2 separate regions of the Sus scrofa genome follow, and region 2 is linked to region 1. A link is a contact called in public Hi-C data. All regions are on one chromosome and are shown on one strand. Each heading gives the region's core, a stretch centred on a gene start, on an enhancer-like site or on the middle of the called end of the contact. The rest is flanking DNA. Distances are from core to core; before and after follow the strand shown.

Region 1 (4,587 bases), core at 1,143-3,642:
CCCACTGAGCAAGGCCAGGGATCAAACCCGCAACCTCCTAGTCGGATTTGTTAACCACTGAGCCACGAAGGGAACTCTAAGTTTTTTAAATAAAATTTAATGAAAAAATAGATGCATATGTAAAAATACTCATCATGTTTAAGTGATGGGATCTGGATGGTTTTATCCTTTTTGGTATTTTGTATATTTTCTATCATAGCACAGCATTTGCCAGGAGCAAGCCTTACACTGTTAGCCTGTATTCTATAGGCTTTGCCACTAACTGGCTGTGAGACCATGGACAAGTCATTTTATTTATCTGGGCTTTGTGGATCCTCATTTATAAAATGAAATATCTTGTTTAGATGATTTAATGGTTGGATTCTGACTCTGTGATTCTAATAAACTCACTGGGTCACGATATTCATTGTGAATAAAGTTCCATGATTTATCCTTCTCCACTGTACGTATCTTAAATGGGATTCTTATTTATAGCTAAAGGAGTGACTCTCTAATAGTGAAATTTCACATCAGGCTATGAATCACCTGCATCCAAATACTGACCTTATAGTTCTCTACAGCTTCACATCCTAGACATTAGCTGGCCCTTTCAAGCAAGTCAGGATCCTTTCCACATCGGTCTTTGGCCCTGAGCGGGAGAGGAGAAGTGTCTCCCTGGAAAAGCAAGACAAGTTCTTTGGTCCTGAGTTTCCTTCCCTTCTCTCCTCCCTTCCTCCAGTCTCAGCTGTTCACCACTGTCAGCTTCCTCTGTCTCCATCCTCTTCCTGTGGTGGAGTCGGGCTTATGTCAGTGTGGTTCCCTGGTGGCTCAGCCACCACTGCCAGGGGAGGAGGGAGTGTGAGTCACGCCCTGGGTCCAGTGAGTCAGATTCAAAGTGGCTGGACCAGGGGCTGCCCCAGGACAAGAAAAAGGTTCTAAGTATGCAGAAGCCTTAGCTCCCTCCTAGTAGGGACACTGCTAGGAGAGAGAACCAGTCTTTCTCCCTTTTCCATTTCTGTGAACTCATTCAGGAATCCCTCTTGCCAAAGAAAGTGCCACCTCTTCTAAGCCTCAGAAGATTGTGTCTAGGTAAGGCCAAAACAGCCTCTGTGCCAAGTGGCTGCTCCCAGCCTCTGGGAGGAGGATGGAGAATAATAGACCATAGTTAGAGCCAAAAAGGATAAGAATTTCCCATTCCAACCTCTCATGTCCCGGGTTTGAGCCTAGCAAGTTTTCATAGCTCAGATTATTCTTTCCTCCTCTTCCCAGCTCATGGCCTGAGCAATAAGGGCCCTGGGGTTAAAATCTGAGCTTGTGTGACCTTGGGCAAGTTATTTAACTACTCCAAGTTTCAGTTTCCTCAGCTGGAAAGAATGGGATAATAAACTCATCTCATGAAGTTGCTGTGCATTAAATAGAACCCAGCACCCAATATAGGCCTGGCTTTAGAAGGTGCTGAGCCGATGTTCATTCTGAAATGGAGGGGAAGCCCCAACTGCTTTTTGCTTTTGGACTCTGAGATCCAAAAGTCAGTCTGTACGCTGAAATGGGCCATTTCCGGGGCAGGGCAATGAGTGTGCAGCTGGTTCCAAAAGGTATGACTGGCCTTCCACAGCCTGGGGCACCTTTCTCTTCCCTTTTAGGCATCCTGGGGCCTTTCCCGTCCTGCTGAACAGTCCTAACGGGGCCCTTTACACTGCAGTGCAAACAATGAATAAACTGTGCTCTAAGGACTACTAGACAGGATCAGTATTACACTATGCTGTACAGCAGAAATGGGCACAACACTGTAAACCAACTATACTCTCATAAAAATTTCAAAAAAGAAAAAGCATTACCAATACTTCCTTTTTTTCAAGCTCCAATATAGTTTGTTGTCCATCCAATCCTCGCTTAGATTTTTGACATTTTGTTCATTGTGGATATTTTTGCATGAATTTTTATTTAAAAATTTAAAATATCTTAAAATATTGCATTAAGGAGTTCCTCTTGTGGCTCTGTGGCTTAAGAACCCAACATTGTCTCTGTGAGGATGTAGGTTCTTTCCCTGGCCTAGCCCAGTGGGTTAAGGATCCAGCATTGCCGCAAGCTGTAGGCGTAGGTAGCAGATGCAGATCAGATCTGGTGTTGCCCTGGCTGATCTGTAGGCCCGCAGCTGCTGCTCAGATTTCACCCCAGCCTAGGACTTTCCATGTGCCACAGGTGTGGCAGTAAAAAGGAAAAAAAAAGTATTAAAATATTACTTATCTAGATTACTGAGTTCCTTGACACGCCCTTAAATTTTGCCCCAATGATGGCAGCTTCAGCTCTCTAGCCTTTCCTCTGCCTCCACCAGAGGCTGGAATAAAACCTGGTTCCACCTTAACCACTTTCCCACCCACACTTCTACGGAGCTCGGGGATGACACCAAATCCTTGAAATCCTTTCGCTTCAGCTTAATTCCGTAATTATTAGTCGAGGGCAGGCACCTGGTTAAGGCTGGGCGAAAACGGGAAGCGTAAAAGGCGCAGAGCGCGCTGGGGGCACCTGGATGGAGAGAGCCGAGGCGGACGGAGGAGGCTTCGGGAAGCAACACCCGGGCGGGATGAGAACAGCCGGCCGACTCCGCACCTAAGGACTAACCACCGACCCGCGGGCACCTTCGGCGGGAAACCACGTCAGAAATCCCGACCTGGACTGACTTCCTGCCCGGGAGGCCCCGCGGCCTCGGGCTCTGGGCGCGGGCCAGGGGGGCGGTGCCGGCGGCGCCGGGTCGGAGGTGCTTCCTGGGCGCAGCGGGCGGCGAGCGGCGCGCGGAGCAGCGGGAGGCGCGGGACGGCGCGGCGTGGAGGGCGCGCGGGCGGCGACATGGAGGACGGCGTGCTCAAGGAGGGCTTCCTCGTCAAGAGGGTGAGCGCGCCGGAGACTCTCCCGAAGCGGCTCGGGGCGGGCGCCCGCCCACCTAAGCCACGATGGGGCGGCCAGGGGCTCCGCGGGGCCGAACTGCGTGTGTGGGGGAGTCGTGTTAACGGTGGTTGGGGGTGAGCTTAGTTCAAAGAGAGGGCCAGATCGCAAGGCATGGAGGAGAATCCTGCTGGGCTAAGGGCGTTGGGGTACGGGGCGGGGGTGGTGGTGGTGGTGGGGCTACCGTAATGGACAAATGAAGTAAAACAACTTCAGTATGAAACATAGAGTATTTAAATGGTATTAAAACAACGTAAGTGCTCATCCGTGTAACGCATCATCATCATCTATATATATATACAATAACCCATAGGCAGGAGGAAACCTGTGGTTCTTCAGCCCTAGTGTGCACCAGTCCTGGACTAGTCTCCTTTAATCCTACCGGCCATCCGACAGGCGGGTTATACCACATTAACCCCCTTTTCTCCAAGAGGAAAACACAGCTCAAAGAGGTTAAGCAGCTTGCCCAGGATGTGGACTAGTGGGGGATGGATCGGGATCTAGCCCACTCAGGCTGACTCCAGACCTCTTCCTGCCCACTGCGGGGCGGGTATTGTTATCCTGCTATTATAGGTGAGGATACTGAAGGGCAGGAAGAGATGGCTTGCCCAGAACCCCAGGCCTAATAACAGCTGGGACTGGAACCTCCAGCCTCAGTCCTTCCATGTCACCCCATGTGGCCTTTCCCATAGCAAGTGGGTCCAGACAGAAACCCCATATATAAGATCAAGGTAGAAAATAATGGAAAAGTGATTACAAGAGGAAATTCGGTTTTTAAAAATTCTTGGAACATTCATGTTCCCACTGAACATTTATGCTAACCTAACAACAGAGCATAAAATCTGAGGATGAGCCTTTTGGCTCTTCTACTGAGTTTCCAGTTTGGGAGGGAAATGGATGAAGGGGTGGAGGGGGTCTCCCTCCCACGGCCTCCCCTGGCCACCACATCAACCCTGAAGACCCAAATCGCTTTCGGTCCAGTAGGTAACATAAGCCATGTTATTTTACACATTATTTGACGTAGGAGGGCGGGTGTGTTGTTTGCTCAAAACCTTAAGCAGGAAGAGGCATAGGGAGCTGTGTCAGATCAAGGGTCAGACTGGATACAAGCAGCTACAAAACTCCACGCCTGATTCATGCCCCGGGGATTAACATGTTAGGCTGGTTCCTCGTGGTTGTGAGGCAGCAGCAACTCAGACAGCTTTTGGGAAATTTATCTGCAGCTGGTGAGGTGAGAGAGAGAGGGCGGAGGGGGGTCTGATGGGCACTGTTGATTGTGTCGCAATAGCTGAGCCCTGGTGGGGGCCTGTTGAGGACAAACCCCCTCAGAAGGGACTTTGTGGGCCTCCCCCTGTTCCTGGAGGCTACCTACATGATTCCCCGCCAACACCACCACCACGCAGAGTCAGGGGAGCGCTAAAGGGAAGGAAGGATGTGAGTTCTCTTCTGGATGGTCCACCCAGTCCAGGGTACAGAGACGTGAGGATGGTCTGGCCCCAAAAACCCACAGAGGGGCTTGGCTGAAGTCCCTAAAGAACATTCCAGCCAAAGCCAAAGACCTGGAGTTTGAAGTCAGAGCCTGACCCCAAGGCAAGCAGAAGCCACACCCTTTCCTGCAAGGTGAGGGATGGGCCCTTGCTAACAGCGCTTGCCCAGCGCTCAGTC
Region 2 (4,587 bases), core at 1,050-3,549, 410 kb before region 1:
CAGGACATTGGATTAAAATATCTCTTAAGTCTCTTAAAAAATCAGTAGTTTCCCTACTTTCTTTTTGCCCCCTTCTTCTTTTTTATTTTAGAGAGAACTGGGTCAAATGACCTGTAGAGCTTCCCACATGCCGGATTTTTGCCGATTGCTATCCTCTGGCCATCTGGGTCTCAGACCCTTTATTTCCAGTACACTGGTAGAATGATCTAGAAGCTTGATCTGATTCAGGCCTAACATTTTTTGGAAAGTATATTTGATAGGTGGTCGTGGACCTTCCATCAGGAGGCGGGGTGTCCAGTTGCCTCTCTTGCCTTCAGCCATTGATGATCACTAACTGGAGCTGTGATTTCAGTAGGGGATTGTCAAGTGATGTGATTTTAATTCTCGCGTTCCTTCCTCATTTATTAGCTGGACTATGATCACCTTTCTCTCTGACTTCTGGCTCTGACTCCTAGGTGTCCCCATTGTACGTTCCCCAAGTCCAAGGGAGAGGAGCTTGCCACAGAGTCAGCCGCCACTGGAGTTTGTGCCCCCAGCAACACCCCCTGCCAGGCACCAGTGGGTACCAGATGAGACTGAGAGCCTCTGCATGGTTTGCTGCAGGGAGCGCTTCACCATGGTAAGCAGCATCCGTATCCACTTTAGCTGCAGGCGAAATGAAAGGAAAACTCCAGTTCACCTCAGTTTAGAGTCACCTCCGGTTCCCGGGCAGATATGGGTATGTTCCAAAGAACTACCAGATCTAAGGCCCTGGGGTTATCTTTGACCTGTCCAGATGGTATTTTCTGCATTCAGACAGATGGTAGACACCTTCAGGTAGCCTTAAATTCTACCGTCTCCACCATCCCCGTAAAATAAATGAAAAGAGGCTGAGTGGTATTGCAGGAAGAGTCACCAAACATCAGGAGATCTTGTTTCCAGCTCCTGCGTCTTTCACAGTAAGACAGGTGACCTGGTGGGAGTTTCCACTGCGGCACAGTGGGTTGAGGATCTGACGTTGTCTCTAAGATGGTTCAGGTTTGATCCCCAGCCTGGCGCAGTGGGTTCAGGACCAGCATTCCCACAAATGAGATGTAGGTCCCTGGCCCAGGAACTTCCATATGCTGCAGATGCAGCAAAAAAAAAAAAAAAAAAAAAAGTAAGAAAGACAGACAGACAGACAGGTGACCTAGTAATGGGTTTATGTACTGGAGCCAAAGGACCTCAGTTCTCCTCCTAGCTCTGCCTCTTACTCACAATGTCATTCTTAACTTTTTCAGTCTCAGATTCTCACTTGTAAACTAGGGATGATCTATTATTTGACTCATGGAGCTATAAGGAGTAACTATAGTAACAAATGTTACCACACTTAACACAGTACCTAACTGGCATAATAGCTTAGCACTGATGAAAACGATGATGTAATTTCTCTCTATAAAGGAGATGTAACGCCACTCTCAAACCCTTATGATGAAACAAGGCAGTATTTGTAAGAGAATCTTGAAAAAGGACACCTTTTCATCATCATCACTACCATGTAGAAATGTGATCTGCCCTGGCTGAGAAAGTCACTTTTTCCCACGGTTCTTTGCCGTGTCCCCCAACTTCGCCCCCAGAGGCAGGTGGGACTTGTCAGGAGCTATTGAAGAACTGTCCATGGCATGGGCATCTTTGCCCATCAGCTGAGAGAGGTCCTTAAATGTCAGCTTCTTGGAGGCAGGGACTGGTCTGCTCTTTCTCAGCGGAGGCCCAGGCACCTGATAGAAGTCACAGGTGGCTAATTCCAAGGATAAGTGGGATGACAGGTGCTCGCAGTTCCTGCAATCTCACCTTCTCGTCCTTCCTCTTCCTTCTCTTCCCGGTGACACTGCTCAGTTTAACAGGCGTCATCACTGCCGCCGCTGTGGCCGGCTAGTGTGCAGTTCCTGCTCCACTAAGAAAATGGTGGTGGAAGGCTGCAGAGAGAACCCCACGCGCGTGTGTGACCAGTGCTACAGTTACTTCAATAAAGAGTGAGTGTCCTGCAGCCAGGCTGCTGCTCCTGTTGACCCCTTCATGCTCCCCGCCAGGTCCTTACGCTCCTAGGAGTCTCACTGTGGAGAGCATCTCAAATCTGAGCAATTACAAAAAGGTTTCATTGCACATCACACTACAGTGTAATGTTTGACCTTAGAGAAACTTCTAGAAAGGAAGCAGGAGTCAGAAGAAGCAGAGTTCAGAGCTCTTACATAATGTTTTCTCTGAGATTAGCACACAAGGTCCTTTGGCCTGTGCCCTGACTCAGGCCATAGATCTCATTTTGCCAACAACCTCACCTGTTTTCCAACCTCTCTTGCTCCATTTGGTCTCAGCTGGAAAAGACATATTTACCTACTGGCTTTAGGCCTCCCTTGGGTCAACTCTCATCTAGCTAGTCTTCTGGCTTGTTATCACAACTGGAAGAGCCCCCACACTTTCCGATACACAGATCACCTACTGACAAATCTCAGAAACTGCTCACACCTCTGGCAAAACAGCCCAAAACGGTGTTTGCCAGCCCAGTATTGTTCAGTTTTTTCCACCACTTCTAGTGGCAAAGGAGAGTGAAACGAAGACCCTCAGAGCATCTGGGGATATGAGCCAAAGCCACTATCCAAAAGCAAACTTACTTTGGGAGTTCCCGTCATGGCTCAGCAATTAACGAATCTGACTAGGAACCATGAGGTTGCAGGTTCGATCCCTGGCCTCGCTCAGTGGGTTAAGGATCTGGTGTTGCCGTGAGCTGTGGTATAGGTTGCAGACTCGGCTCGGATCCCGAGTTGCTGTGGCTGTGGTGTAGGCCGGCGACTACAGCTCCAATTGGACCCCTAGCCTGGGAACCTCCATATCCCGCGGGAGCGGCCCAAGAAAAGGCAAGAAGATTAAAAAAAAAAAAAAAAAAAGCAAACTTACTTCAACTTTACTAACAGACTTGAATAGATTTTACATTCTGTTCAATGGTGCAATAGCATTTTTATGTTTGGTGTTTTTTTTCAGTCTCAGCACTAAGTACATTTTTTTTTTTTTTACTCAATGAATTTTATTACATTTATAGTTGTACAACAATCATCACAACCCAATTTTATAGCATGTCTGTCCTAAACCCCCAATGCATTCCTCCCACCCCTCAACCTGTCTCCTTTGGAAACCATAAGTCTTTCAAAGTCTGTGAGTCAGTATCTGTTCTGCAAAGTTCATTGTGTCCTTTTTTTAGATTCCACATGTCAGTGATAGCGTTTGATGTTGGTGACTCACTGTCTGACTAACTTCACTTAGCATGATAATTTCTAGATCCACCCATGTTGCTGCAAATGCCATTATTTCTTTCCTTTTAATAGCTGAGTGATATTCCATTGTGTATATGTACTATATCTTCTTTATCCGCTCCTCTGTCGATGGGCATTTAGGTTGTTTCCATGTCTTGGCTATTGCAAAGAGTGCTGCAATGCACATTGGAGTACATGTGTCTTTTCGAGTCATGGTTTTCTCTGGATAGATTCCCAGGAGTGGGATTGCTGGATCAAACTGTGTTTGTTTTAATGGAGCTTTTTTTTTTTTTTTTTTTTTTTGTCTTTTTGCCGTTTTCTTGGGCTGTTCTCATGGCATATGGAGGTTCCCAGGCTAGGGGTCCAATCGGAGCTGTAGCCGCTGGTCTACACCAGAGCCACAACAACACGGGATCCGAACTGCGTCTGCAACCTACACCACAGCTAATGGAGCATTTTTAATCATTATTTACCATGAAGATTATTGACCTCATGGGTAGGAAGCCGTGCTGTGCTTATACTGTTAATTTCCCTGACCCTGGCATACCACTGCCTCCCTCTGGGTTGGCGGTGAGGAATGGGGAGATCACCTATTTACCACACTGCCAAGATCTGAAATGAGCACTTAGTATCAGTGGAAATTCTTTCATTTTGCAATCACTCAGCAATAAGCACTTTGCCCTCAAGGAGTCTCCATTTTAGCGGGGAGACAGCCAGCATTCAGATCTCAGAGCCCTTGGGAAGTACAGTGGTAGAGACATACACAGCTTAGCCCAGTGGTCAGGAAGGTGGCACTGGGTCTGAGCCTTAGAGGATGAGAAGTGAGTAGGAAAAGAAGGCACAACAGAGTATGCCTAGAAGTGGGAGTGACAACTGCAGAGGGAAGGACAGGAGGAAACGTGGGTACTTTGAGGACGTGTCAGTAGGTGGGCGATGGGGTAGGGTTCTGGATGCAGAGGCTGGCAGCTGAGCCAGGAGGACCTAGAGAATGGCACAAAGGCTCTGAGTTTGCTCTTTGGCAGCACGGGCTGGGGTTGACCAGAAGGTTCCCTGTGCAGGTACTAGACTTGGGCTCTGGTTTGTGATGACAGGGTTCAGTGGTTGGTGATGACAGGGTTCAGTGGTTGGTGGCACCAACTTAAACTTGATCAGAGCCAGTGGCAGTGTGGGGAGGTCTTATGGGTTGAACACGAGTCATGGGTGGCAGGAGATAGGCTCAAGAGGCAGCCAGGCCATAAGGAGCTTTGTCTGCTCATCTGCAAATGTGGATGTTTTTACCCTGAGGAGCTACCAAGGAATTTTAAGCAGCAGCATAACATGACCA

The links. A called contact is a pair of places that touch in the nucleus more often than the background predicts.
Region 2: a Hi-C map of liver shows a contact between it and region 1, with 4 times the contacts expected there. The contact joins the enhancer-like site here to the promoter of PLEK2 in region 1. A contact is called at or near these places in 2 of 5 promoter capture datasets (fetal liver and liver) and 2 of 47 Hi-C or Micro-C datasets (embryonic fibroblasts and liver).

What each region holds. Positions count from the first base shown.
Region 1 is chr7:91,131,015-91,135,601 of Sscrofa11.1, reverse strand. PLEK2 (pleckstrin-2) reads left to right here and starts at 2,392. Exons shown (of 9, transcript XM_001928435.4): 1 at 2,392-2,868. The coding sequence starts at 2,827. LOC102163918 (a long non-coding RNA gene) reads right to left here and starts at 2,632. Exons shown (of 3, transcript XR_298825.3): 1 at 2,448-2,632; 2 at 544-654.
Region 2 is chr7:91,542,318-91,546,904 of Sscrofa11.1, reverse strand. It overlaps ZFYVE26 (zinc finger FYVE domain-containing protein 26), which reads left to right. Exons shown (of 42, transcript XM_021099396.1): 28 at 456-619; 29 at 1,855-1,991. Among named protein-coding and RNA genes, the nearest start is that of ZFYVE26, 46 kb to the left of the region's middle. Within about 2 kb of position 2,299, at least 4 of the 83 cell types and tissues checked have an H3K27ac peak or open chromatin away from gene starts, as enhancers often do. A contact at or near this core is called in fetal liver and liver, where this site is marked.